2 separate regions of the Mus musculus genome follow, and region 1 is linked to region 2. A link is a contact called in public HiChIP or PLAC-seq data. All regions are on one chromosome and are shown on one strand. Each heading gives the region's core, a stretch centred on a gene start, on an enhancer-like site or on the middle of the called end of the contact. The rest is flanking DNA. Distances are from core to core; before and after follow the strand shown.

The links. HiChIP or PLAC-seq counts read pairs in DNA pulled down with a chosen protein or histone mark.
Region 1: a contact with region 2 is called in an H3K27ac HiChIP or PLAC-seq map of embryonic stem cells, with 5 read pairs. The contact joins the promoter of Ldhc here to the promoter of Tph1 in region 2. A contact is called at or near these places in 1 of 39 promoter capture datasets (embryonic stem cells), 1 of 115 datasets of contacts at active chromatin or transcription factors (embryonic stem cells) and 3 of 9 other capture datasets (adipose tissue, liver and pancreatic islet).

Annotation. Positions count from the first base shown.
Region 1 is chr7:46,859,185-46,865,679 of GRCm38.p6, reverse strand. Ldhc (lactate dehydrogenase C) reads right to left here and starts at 4,417. Exons shown (of 8, transcript NM_013580.4): 1 at 4,379-4,417; 2 at 3,785-3,917. The coding sequence starts at 3,910. It overlaps Gm39011 (a long non-coding RNA gene), which reads left to right and starts at 4,436. Exons shown (of 3, transcript XR_882073.3): 1 at 4,436-4,516.
Region 2 is chr7:46,663,599-46,669,363 of GRCm38.p6, reverse strand. It overlaps Tph1 (tryptophan hydroxylase 1), which reads left to right and starts at 1,987. Exons shown (of 11, transcript NM_001136084.2): 1 at 1,987-2,101; 2 at 4,056-4,188. The coding sequence starts at 4,063.

The DNA.
Region 1 (6,495 bases), core at 3,168-5,667, 190 kb before region 2:
AGGGTGGAGAGAATATTTGAGGTAACCCAAAAATTGCAGATATGTCTGAACCAACCAACCCCATAGGCTAGAAGAACACAGGAGGGGAAAGGAAGGGAAAGATGAAGCCAATACCGGGAGTTCCTACAGAAGTTGGAGGCTAGAAGCGACCTCTAAAATGGGCAGGTGACTGCAGGTAGCGTAGCAATGGCTAGAACCACCGGCAGCTGTGGTGGAGGAGTGGCCAAGGCTCCCCTCCTGCCTTGCAGATTCCTTCTAGAGTTATCTATTGCCTGAACCTAACAAGATGCAAACTATAAAAGCTGCGTTTCAGTGAGAGCAAATCTTTTCATTCATTCATTTATTATGTGAGTACACTGTTGCTGTCTTCAGACACACCAGAAGAGGGCATCAGATCCCCATTACAGATGGTTGTGAGCCACCATGTGGTTGCTGGGAATTGAGCTTAGGACCTCAGGAAGAGCAGTCAGTGCTCTTAATCACTGAGCCATCTCTCTAGCCCGAGAGAGCAAATCTTTAGGAGTTGATTGTGTACATGTATGTGTGTGTTTGTTCTCAGAGTCTCATGTTTCCTAAGATGGTCTCACCCTTGGTAGGTAGCTGAGGGTGACTGACCTTCTGGGCCTCCTATCTCTGCCTTCTGAGTGCTGGGATTGCAGATGTGTGCCACCAAACCAGGTGTGTTATTCCATTTTACTGATCAAACCCAGGGGTCTTCACTTGCTAGGCAAGTACTCTCCAGCCCAGGTAGGTTGGCTGTTTTGTTTGTAAGTCACTGTGTTAAAATAGGGTTTTGCGGGCTAGAGAGATAGCTCAGCGGTTAAGAGCACTGACTGTTCTTGCAGAAGTCCTAAGATAATTCCCAGCAACCACATGGTGGCTCACAACCATCTGTAATGGGGATCTGACGCCCTCTTCTGGTGTGTCTGAAGACAGCTACAGTGTACTCATATACATAAAATAAATAAATCTTTAAAAAATCGAAAAAAAAATAGGGTCTTGCTATATAGTGTAAACTGGCCTCCAACTTGTAATCCTCCTGCCTCAGGCATTTAACATCATGCCTGAAAAGATTGCTTGCTTTTTTTTAATTTAAAAAAATATATAGCCGGGCAGGGTTGGCACAAGCCTTTAATCCCAGCACTCAGGAGGCAGAGGATTTCTGAGTTCAAGGCCAGCCTGGTCTACAGAGTGAGTTCCAGGGCTACACAGAGAAACCTTGTCTTGAAAAAAAAAATCTGACAGTTTCATACTCAGCCTGTCATGGCTGAGCATCCCAGATCATTTCTCCTGGGAGGGCCAGAATGGCCACAGTGCTGGAGACAGCAATCCATCTGGGGAAAGTCATGGTGACCGCTTTGTCCTATGTGGGACACAGAAGTGACCTGTGCTTCCCCATCTGCTAAATTCATGTGTGTGTGTGTGTGTGTGTGTGTGTGTGTGTGTGTGTGTGAGATACACGTGCACGCATGTGTATCACAGTTCTTTTCCTTCCTGAGGGTTGCAGACAGGGGTTTGTTGTGTAGTTCTAGCTAGCTTCAAACTAGCAATCCTCCTGTCTCTACTTCTCAAATGATAGCTAGAATAGGACTTTGGTTTTTTTTTTTTTTTAAGATTTATTTATTACATGTAAGTACACTGTAGCTGTGTTCAGACACACCAGAAGAGGGCGTCAGATCTCGTTACAGATGGTTGTGAGCCACCATGTGGTTGCTGGGAATTGATCTTAGGACTTCTGCAAGAACAGTCAGTGCTCTTAACCGCTGAGCCATCTCTCCAGCCCCCTTGCTCTGTTTTTTAAGACAAGGTTTCTCTGAAGGTCAGATTTGAACTCTGGACCTTCGGAAGAGCAGTCGGGTGCTCTTATCTACTGAGCCATCTCACCAGCCCCCTTGTTTTGTTTTTTAAGACAAGTTTTCTCTGTGTAGCCCTGGCTGTTCCAGAACACTCTTTGTAGACCAGGCTGGCCTTGAACTCAGAAATCTGCTTGCCTCTGCCTCCCAAGTGCCGGGCTTAAAGGTGTGCGCCACCACATGCACGCAGTGCCCACGGAGGTCAGAAGAGGGCATCTGAACCCCTTGAAGTAGGGTTGCAGGTGCTCCTGAGCTACTGATGTGGGTGCTGGAAAGCAAACCCAGGTCTTCTGAGAGAGCAGCAAGCACTGTCAATCAATGAACCATCTCTCCAACCCCTGGATTAGGCTTTTTTGGAGGGCAGGGGAATTTAAACTCAATTAGCCACAGACCCACATCCTTAAATTTTTGTTGTGTGATTATTTCTTCCCCTTCTAGGTTCCTGCTGAATTTCAGTTAACCATCCACTGCAAATCCTGATCTCTCTTTTGTATAGTCTGCATTTTCCCAGTGGTATATTTTCTTGTTATTACTTATCCTTGTGTGTGTTTGTGTGTGTGTATGTGTGCAGTCATTCATGCTTCGTGGTGAACATGCCACAGCATAGGTACCAACGTCAGGGGTTGAGCCACCTCGGGAAGGCTCTTCCCTTCCACATTGCTTGTATATAATCCAAGGCCTCTATTTTTATTTCTGTGGCATACATCAGGCTAGCAGGCACAGGAACTTTCAGCGTCTCCTGACTCCACTTCCTACCCACCTCCAGGTGTGCTGGGACCACAGAGCTACACAGGAGCATGTCCAGCTTTCTGTGGAGACTAGGGCTTCAATCTCAGATCCTCCCTCACACTTGTGTGGCAAGTGCTGTGCACACTAAACCATCTCCCCGGCTTGATGGTCTGCTTTTTGTCTGGTCATAGCAAAAAAAAAAAAAAAAAGAACCTACCTCCTGTGGCCAGGTGGGATGGGGTTAGGCAGCACGGCCCGCCTAAGATGCAGAGTGGAACTTGGAAGCTGTCTCCCCAGACTTTCATCCTCTTCCTCCCTGTTCCCCTTTCTCCTTTCCCCTTCAGCCTCCCCCACCTCCACTTTTGGGTTCTGAAATTGAGCTGGCTCAGCTTCCTACCTTCCTCTGCAAGTTTCCAATCAGGATCTGAGAGTGTCTGCGCTCAGCTGGCCAGGGTTGGAATCCCAGAATTCAGGCAAACTGCTCAGCTAGAATCACACTGCAAACCACCATGCCTGCCTGCCTGCCTGTCTCTGTCTCTGTCTCAATCTCTGTCTCTGTCTCTCTTTGTCTCTATCTCTGTCTGTGTCTCTGTGTCTATTTCTATTTCTGTCTCTATCTGTCTCTGGCACTATCTGTCTGCCTTTGTCTTTGTCTGTTTCTGTCTCTCTGTCTCCTCTGTGTGTCTCTTTGTTTCTGTCTCTATCTCTGACTCTCTGTCTCTGTCTCAATCTCTGTCTCTCTCTGTCTCCCTTTGTCTCTATCTCTGACTCTCTCTCTGTCTCTATCTCTCTGATTCTCTGTCTCTATGTCTCTGTCTGTCTCTATCTCTGACTCTGTCTCTGTATCTCTCTGCCTCTCTGTCTCTCCTCTCCCTGCTCTTCTTTCTCTCCCTCTCTTAACATTTCCTTTCTCCCTCCTTCTACCCTTCCCTCCACTCCCCTCCCCTGCCCTGCCCTTCTCTCCTCTCCTCTCTGAATTCTGGCCAAGAATTTCACATAGTCCAGCCCAGCCTCAAAGTTATCTGTAGTTGTGGATGATCTTGAACTCCAGACCTTCTTGGCCTCCACTTACCAAGTCCTAAGATGACAGGCCCGTGCCAATGACCACACGTAGCCAACACTTAAAATTTGTCAACACCACAGGTTTTACACGTTTCCATTAATGCTTAATTTCCTGCCAGAAGGCTTTATTGCTTACTTACCTTCAGTAAAATACTAATAGCACACGCCATGCCCACATTTCCAACTCCGACCACAGTAATCTTACACCGGGAAAGTTTATCTTCCGGAACTAGGTTCTGAATCAGCTGCTCCTTGACGGTGGACATGTTGAGCCTGTAGAGTAGAAGGGACCGTCAGTGAATACCTACTCCTGTAGGCAAGACATTAAACAACTTTTTTTTTGGTAGGGAGGAGTGTTAAGGGTTTCACATTGTATCTAAGGCTAGCCAGGAGGTCAATATGTAGTCTAGGCTGGCCTTGAACTCAGCCTCAGCCACTCAAGAGTGCTAGGATTGCAGGCCTGGATCATCCCACCTGTCTAGGAACTCTATGGAGTTCGCAGAGCACAAGGAAGCAAAAGCCTTCTCTAGCTAGAGTGTGGGAGTGAATGAAGCCTCAATGAAGCAAAAGATGACTTCTGGCGACAGGCTCCTCCTCCATTCAGGCTCCTCCTCCCTGCAGGCCCTCCCCCCTACCCCCCCCCCCCCCCCCCAGCTCACAGGCCTACAATGGCTTTCCTTCCCAGGTGAAAGAAGGCACTGGCCACTTCCTCTGGGGAGGCCGAAAACACACACCTTACTGCTGACTCCGCAGCACAGGTAAGAAACCAGGATAACTGTTGGGTCCAGGAGCCAACAGTTATAACGGAAAAGGAACGTCACAAAGTCAACGTCAGCACGCAAGCCCCGCCCACTGCCTGCTCAGGTACCTTGGTGCGTGCACCTGCATGGCCTACCTCAGGTTTTAGGAGACGACTCCAGACGGTTTCCAAGGCCTCTAGTGTAAGATGTAGAAGCCCTGGGACCACACAGAAGATGGCAGCCAGTTTGGCCAGCATCCCTTTAAAGGCCACTTTTCTGCTGGGAGGAAATGCAGAACTTTGAGTTTGAGGAGCATACCTATGGACCCTTTGCCCTTACATCTGTGTGTAGGCATTGAGGGTTGGGGGCATCTGTCTGTTTGCTTGCTTTTGTTTTGTTTTGTTTTGTTTTGCTTTCGAGCCAGGGTTTCTCTGTGTAGCCCTGGCCGTCCTGGAACTCTGTAGACCAGGCTGGTCTCCCAACTCAAGAGATCTACCTGCCTCTGGGATTAAAGGGATTTGCCCCCACCACCTAGCTGTTAGGAGGCTTTTACATCGCTACTGGTCTAGAGAGAAGGCTCCTTCAATAAAAAGCTCCCAATGCAAGCGTGAGGGTTTGACTTGAATCCCCAGAACAAAGGTGTAAGTTGTTACTTAGTCATTAATCCATGTATGGGGGTAGCAGAGACAGCGGCTCCATGGGGCTCCGTAGACAGCCATCTTAGCTTTAATTATGAGTGTCCTTGTCTCAAAAAACAGGGTGGATGACACCTTGGGGCAGGGGAACAATACCTGATAGCATCCTCTGGCCTCCGTGTGTACTAGCTTGCACATGCATGTGTACACACACACACACACACACACACACACACACACACACACTATGTTAGGGTTCTCTAAAGCAGTGGTTCGCAATCTGTGGGTTGCTACCTCTTTGTGTGTGTGTTGGGGGGGGGTGTCACATCAGATATTTACAATTCCTAACAGTGGCAAACTTACAGTTATGAAGTAACAAAATAATATTATGCTCTGCCATTGCTGGAGCAATCTCCACTCTAAAACCAAAACTTCTCGGTCATCAGAACTTAGGTGTCAGGAACAAGAAGCAAAGAATTTCCTGAGGAGTCACTAAGGGTGGTGGGGAATGGAGCCACTCTTTTTTTTCTGCCTCTTCATTCCTGGCTCTGTGGGTCCTGGCTATGGGAGAAAGTGTGCCGTGTATGGGTGCTGATCCAAACACACTCCCTTCTGGAGAGCTCTCCCTAGCCCTCCAGGCTGCTGCCATTTAACCAGTGCTGTGATGGGGTCTTCAAGGAGCCAGCTCACTCTTACCAGGACAGGTGCTTTAGCGTGGCTGTGGAACATGGCAGACCAGTGAGTCCATGAGCATGCTGGGCCCACTGTCACATTTCTCTGGCTGGAAAGCCAGTTTCTTGGTCAGAAGCAATGACTGTGGACATGGCATGCTGTAAGCCCACCCGTGGTTCTGGCAGAAGTATTATGTGCGGGAAAGGCAAGTCCGTAACTAGAGTCATCTCCAGTAAGGGCAAAGTGTCCTATCCGTGAAGCAAGGGGTCTGCAGCTTGCTGAAACTCCAGAGAATGGTGTCATGCTAGGGGATTCAGTGTTGGTCTCTGTCACTCGGCAGTAACTGCATTAACCTTGATGAGTGGAAATCTATGTTGTCGAACCCCATTTCTGCCAACAGTCTGACCTGGTGCATCAGATAATTCCCAACTCATGGTAGGCAGCTCATGGTAACTTAGTGTCCTTTTGTCAAACTTCAGTTTCCAGTAATGCTTAATAACAGGCCCAACACTCTTAAAGGAAAAACAGTAGTCTGCACATGACGGGAGAGCCTTGCTCCAAAATCTCAAAGGTCTCCACTGTGACCCACCTCCTGTAGCCTGCCAAAGGCTCCCAACAGCATCTATCTGCCGCTACACCCCAGCTACCATTGGGTCTGCTTGATCATATGTTTCAAATGGGAGAACAGTTTGCACAGCTGCCTGGACCTGCGAGGCTTCTCTTGTTCCAGGGCCCACACAAAGCTAGCAGCTTTCTGAGTCACTTGGTATATGGGCCTGAGTAACACACCCACGTGAGGAACGT
Region 2 (5,765 bases), core at 738-3,237:
AGAAACTGACTCCTGCAAGTTGTCCTCTGGCCTTTGTATATGCATCATCATGTGTGTGCTAAATACACATAATAGAAAAAAGATACATGGCAGAGAAGTGGGGGTGGGAGCTATATGCTCACAGGCCTGGTCAGAGAGGCTCAGGGACATTTCTAGCTTTTCTCAGCCCACTAACATGGCCCAACATCAGCTTTTCCATCAAATGCTCATTAAACGGATTGGCTTCATCTCTTTTTTTTAAGTGGGGCAGTTCATGTCTTTGTAGATACCCAGCTTGGGAATGGCAGCCTTGACTTCAGCTTGGTCCCAAGTCACTCTGGCCTCTGTTTTCATGGTATTGAGCAAGAACACAGGACCTCAAATCAGAATGCTTTTGCTGTCTTCTTCTCACTAACCCATGCAGGAGGAGGCTGTAGAGCTGTTTGCTATGGGCCCCAGTTTGCTGATCTATAATGCAAGCACAATTTTTTAAATCCATCGAATTATTCTAAAGATAAAAGGAAAAACTATAAGGGGGTTTGAAATCATGGGCATCCTGCAATTTGAGATCGGACAAGTTGGTGCCAATAATCTCAAATTGGAAGGGTGGGCAGGGAGGTTGTGTGTGAGTTCAAGGCCAGCCTGGGCTACAGAGCAAGCAAGACCCCGACTGAACCTTCACATAGCACCCTGCAATACATGCACATTCAGCCAAGGGACTGACAACCTGTGCAAACCTGAAGTTCAAAAGCACTGTGATGTGTGCCTGGCACAAAAGTCCCACAGCCTCTGAAGCATCCATGTCCCTCATTCCAGGAAAGGTGAAATAACAGAAAGAGAATCAGGTCAGCGGCTGTCCCTGGGAATCAGGGGCCGTCGGGGAGAAGACTGAGACAAGCAAATACCTTTGGAGGGTGGGAATATCCTGTATTTGATCGTTTGGTGTTTAGTGGTTACGTACTTGACAAGTGGATCAACTTGTCAAGACTCAGAAATGTACACCTCAGAAAAGCGGATGTTCGGCCATACCAGATGGCTTATCTTGGAATCTCAGCACTGGAGAGGGAGAGGCAGAGAGAGGAGCATTGTTGAGTTCTAGGCCAGCATTGGTTGCTTGTGCAGTTTTTTCCTTGTTAAGTCAAGGCAGCACTATTTTATATATATGTACATAGCAGTTAGATTGCATTGGGTATGACAAATAATCTAAAGATGAAGCCTACAGGATATATGCATGCTATGATACATTCTTTATAACAGCCCGGAGCATCCCCCAGACTCTGGCATCTAGAAGTGTCCTAAGACTAGTCCCCCAGGATACAGAGGGACCATGCTTTGGTCCTTTAGTAGAGCGTCTAATAACGGATCGTCAACAGATAAATGCTATTTGGCTTCTGAGCCGAGTTCGTATAGCAGGGAAAGTGATATTTCAGCAGGCACAGCATCGTTATCTGCGTGCATCGTACATTTCTTTTTCTTTTTTAATCACAAGAGTAGTGAGCTCTTCTAAAACGTCCAGTAGTTCTTCTGCCTAAAGGATAAGGCTCTGCACTAGGAGAAAGATGAGGCAGCCTCAGGAGGATAACCCAGAAACTCAGGGATAGGCTGGAGACTGGGGAAGTCCTGCTTTGGTTTCTAATCCCAGAGACTGGGTCCAAGCCCCGCGGGAGGTCATTGTGTCAATAGCAGGTGTGATGGTGGTTTGGAGGGAAGTTCTAAACGGATTGTTTAATCTTACTCAGACTTTTTGTGGCTGAGGATGCGTCAACATTAACTTAATTAAAACTCTACGAGAATAGCTGTGAATGAGACCGGCGCCTGGGTTGCAGAGCAGACAGCAGACAGCGACTAAGAGGTCAGGGCAAGCTGCTCCCGCCCACACCCGCGCTGTTCCCGCCCCCTCCTCGCCCTCCTCCCGCACTGCTATATCCTCAACCGTGCGCCCGGCGCCCATTGGCCGTTCTGACGATGCGCTTCTCCTATAAGAGGCGTCAGCTCCCATCCTCAAGTGACTCTTTAAACTCCAGTGGCTCTGAGGTGAGTGGGTGAGTGGGATAGCCCCTCCCTGGGACATCGGATCAGAAGACTCCCAGCAAGGACGGGATCAACTTCTAGTAGGAACCAGGTGAAGTCCTACCCCTCAGGGCTCTGCTCTTCGTTCCTTTAGAGCTTCTTGGGGGATAGCAGACCCTATTCTTGAGGACCTCCTGTGTGCCAGGAGCAGACTCTGTCCCACGTTGGATTTCGGCTTTATTGGGAACCCTGTGTCTCTGTGACTTCTTGCCAGCAAGAACATATTAATCTTCTTTCTTTTCCATCCAAGGGGTAATATCTCTTTTCTTCTTCCTCTATAACGGTAACCTTCCCTTAAGCGCCATCAAAGGAAGGGAATCTTCGATGCTAGACCTTTCTCTCAGCACCACATCTGCACTCTGCAGCTCTATCCCAGGTCACAATTGACAGAGGCATAGGTCCTTGAGATTCAGGGCTAGTTAACAGTCCAGGTAAAAGTAACCCCGATTAAATGTAATGATCTGATTTTCAGAGGTTTTAAGTGAACTTGGTTGATGGTCCACCCTAGCCGTCTTGGAATGGAGGTGGAGGTCAAGGCCCCAGAAGCTTGTGCCTGTGGGATGGCAAGGGTGGGATTCTTTTTCCTTTATAAGGTAGGGTTTCTCCATGGAAGACTGGCCGTCACTCTGTAGACCAGGCCTGCCTCGAACTCACAGAGATCAACCTGCCTCTGACTCCTGAGTGCTGGGATTAAAAACACATGCCACCACTGGCCGGCTCAAGGGTGGGATCCTAACCGAGTGTTCCAGGGTCACAGACTCAGTCACTGGAGTTCATATGTCCATGTGTTGTAGCTGCTGCCCTTGATCTTTCTGATCATTTGGAGGGAGGCAGCCTCTGCCTGGCACTTCTGGAGGGTTCCTTTGTCTCCCTTGGGCTTAAGCCTTTCTGCTTACAGTTCACCTCCACTTCATTCCCACATCCCATTTAGAAAAGAAAACCACTATCCCCGGGGATTCTTCCCAAACCATTCACTGTACCTTTCAATCCTACCTTCAAACTCTGCCCCCACCACTTTCAAACACCTCACCGTGCTTCCCAGACGAGACCTCGAAGCTTCTCTTACTGGTGATGAAGCTAAGGAAAGAGTTGGTGGTGTGCACGTACCCTTCACTATGCCCTGCCAAGGCTGCTAAACAGATGGCCTTCTTCTTGGCCGGTCTTATTTCCTGTGCTGGATCCTGCACACTGCCACATCTTTATTCAGGTGAGGATCCTGCCCCTCCTTTGAGGGTGACTCCTTCTTTTTTGAGGGTGACTCCTTAACCTTTCAGGGTGATCTTCTGCCTTTGAGGGTGATCTCCTGCCTTTGAGGGTGACCCCTGCCTTTGAGGGTAAACCTCTCCATTTAAGGGTGACCCTTTTCTTACCTGGCTAGAAAGGGGCTCAAAGAGGAAATAGAAGGCTAAAGGGGGAGAGAAATAGCAGAGAAAATCATGGGGTTGTTGAAGGAATGCCCCAAGGTTAGGCAGATCCACAGGCAGCATTGCTGGTGTTGTGGGAATGTGGCTGTCAGCACAAGGACCCGATTTTAGGCCAGTCTGAAAGTGTTTAGTACAGCAGAAAGATGTGCATCATCAAAGATCCAGAGGAAGCGTATGGCCTCACCTTAGAGCTGTATGCTGTAGTTGAGTTACAAAGAAAACAAAAGCCTGGCCCCTTTCTGAAGGGGCTTTACAGCGTCTTAGGGTATAAGATGTGTGTGAAGCACGTGGGGAAGCTACTCATGACCCGAATTTGATGGGCAGTGAGATCTCAGTTCGGGGGTGAAGTTCAGACTGGACAGGAAAGGGAAGTGCAGAGACACACGAGGTTCTCTTGCCATTCTGGGGGCTATGCTAGGCAGTGTCTCACCTTCTGTCCCACTTCCATCTGGAAAAGCCTGTCTAACACGTGGGTTTTGCAGATAGAGGAATGGGAGCGGGAGGTGGATGGAGTCACCGCTTCTGCCCCCTGCTGGCCAGTTCTGTGCTTAGCACTCATTTATCTGAACTTTCACACTTCAGATTCACCATGATTGAAGACAACAAGGAGAACAAAGAGAACAAAGACCATTCCTCCGAAAGAGGGAGAGTGACTCTCATCTTCTCCTTGGAGAATGAAGTCGGAGGACTCATAAAAGTGCTGAAAATCTTCCAGGTATGGATTTCCCACAAAGTCCATCTAAAAATGGGTCTCTGAAGTTCTATTTAAAATGTAAGGTACTGTCAGTCCAGTTCCTCAGAGACGGCCTATAGAAGTCTCTTAACTTGCTAACATATTGTTCAGGAAGAGTGGAAAAATAGCTCAGTGGTTAAAAACCCCTGTGGTTCTTGCAGAGGACACAGGTTCAGATTCCAGCGCTCACACCAGGCAGCTCACAACTGCCTCTAATTCTGATTTGAGGGGATCTGATTTCCTCTTCTGGGCACTGCACACCTGTGGTGCATGCCCAACACTCGGGTACACACTCACAAAGCTGAAATAAAAATATGTTCAGCTCTGAGAAATGGGTAAGAAAGAAAACAGCCCAGGAAAGATAGACACAAATAGCTGAGAAGGAGATTGGAGGAGTCTAAACAAAGCATTTTACACTTAACAAAATGCCTAGCCATGTAGTATTGATATTATTTAATGACATATTAATATTTTCAAGTGACAAAGTTAAAATATTAGCAAGGACTCTGCCATTATGTCAGCTGCCGTTGTCAAAACCTCATTGCATATGGCCTGCAAATGTTTTCAGTTTGATGTAGTGACACTGTGGGTTACTGTGCATTTATGAGCCTTAAAATGTTCCTCCTTACAATTTTTATTTTTATTTATTATGTGGGTGTATTTGTGTGTGCACATGTGCTCTCTCAAGCACAAGTTTCAGATTTGTGTACACACAAATCCTTTATTAGCTAGGTGGTCATTGGGAGTGAATGTCTCTCTGCATGTCTCAATAAAATACGAGAGAACCCTGCCTCCCTCAGGCCATTAGGAATTGATAGTTAAACTGTTCGAAGTGCTTGAGGTTGTACAAGAGAGAGAGAGAGTCAGAGAACAGCTTGCAGGAGTTGGTTCTCTCCTTCCACTGTGTTGGTTCTGGGAATTGAACTTAGGTTGCCAGACTTGGTTGCAGGCTCCTTTACCTGTGGAACCATTTTGCTGGCCCAAATGTTTAAATTTTTAACCCAGGAATGTCATTTCCATGAAACTGGATCTGGATGTGTGTGTGTGATAGGTGCACATTGCAGAGGCCAGTGGAGGATGTCAGGTCGTTCTCTATCGTTCTCTGCCTTATTCCTTTCAGACATGATCTCTCACTGAGCCTGGGTATGGGCCGGCATCCATTAAGCCTCAGAGATTCCTGTTTCTCTAACCCCACAGTGTAGCTGCACCAGGCTTTTATGTGGGTGCTGGGGATTCAAACTCAGCACCTCATGCTTGTGCAGCAGGCACTTTAACCAATGGGCCATCTTCCCAGCCCCTCTTCTGCAGCTCTCCTGATGAAATATGGGTGAATCAGACAGAGCACAGCGTTTACTGAACACTTATTATGTGTGGTGTACTGGACTCTATGCTAAGCATGTGGATCCGAACAAACCAGACATGGTACCGTCCATCACAGAGCTGGATGTGATCTGGAGAGGGAGGCGGACATTAAGCAAGCAGTTTAGAGAGTGCACGGCTACACTCTAGGTGTAAAGAGAGACACTAGGTCCTGTGACACCGTTGAAATGGAGGCTCTA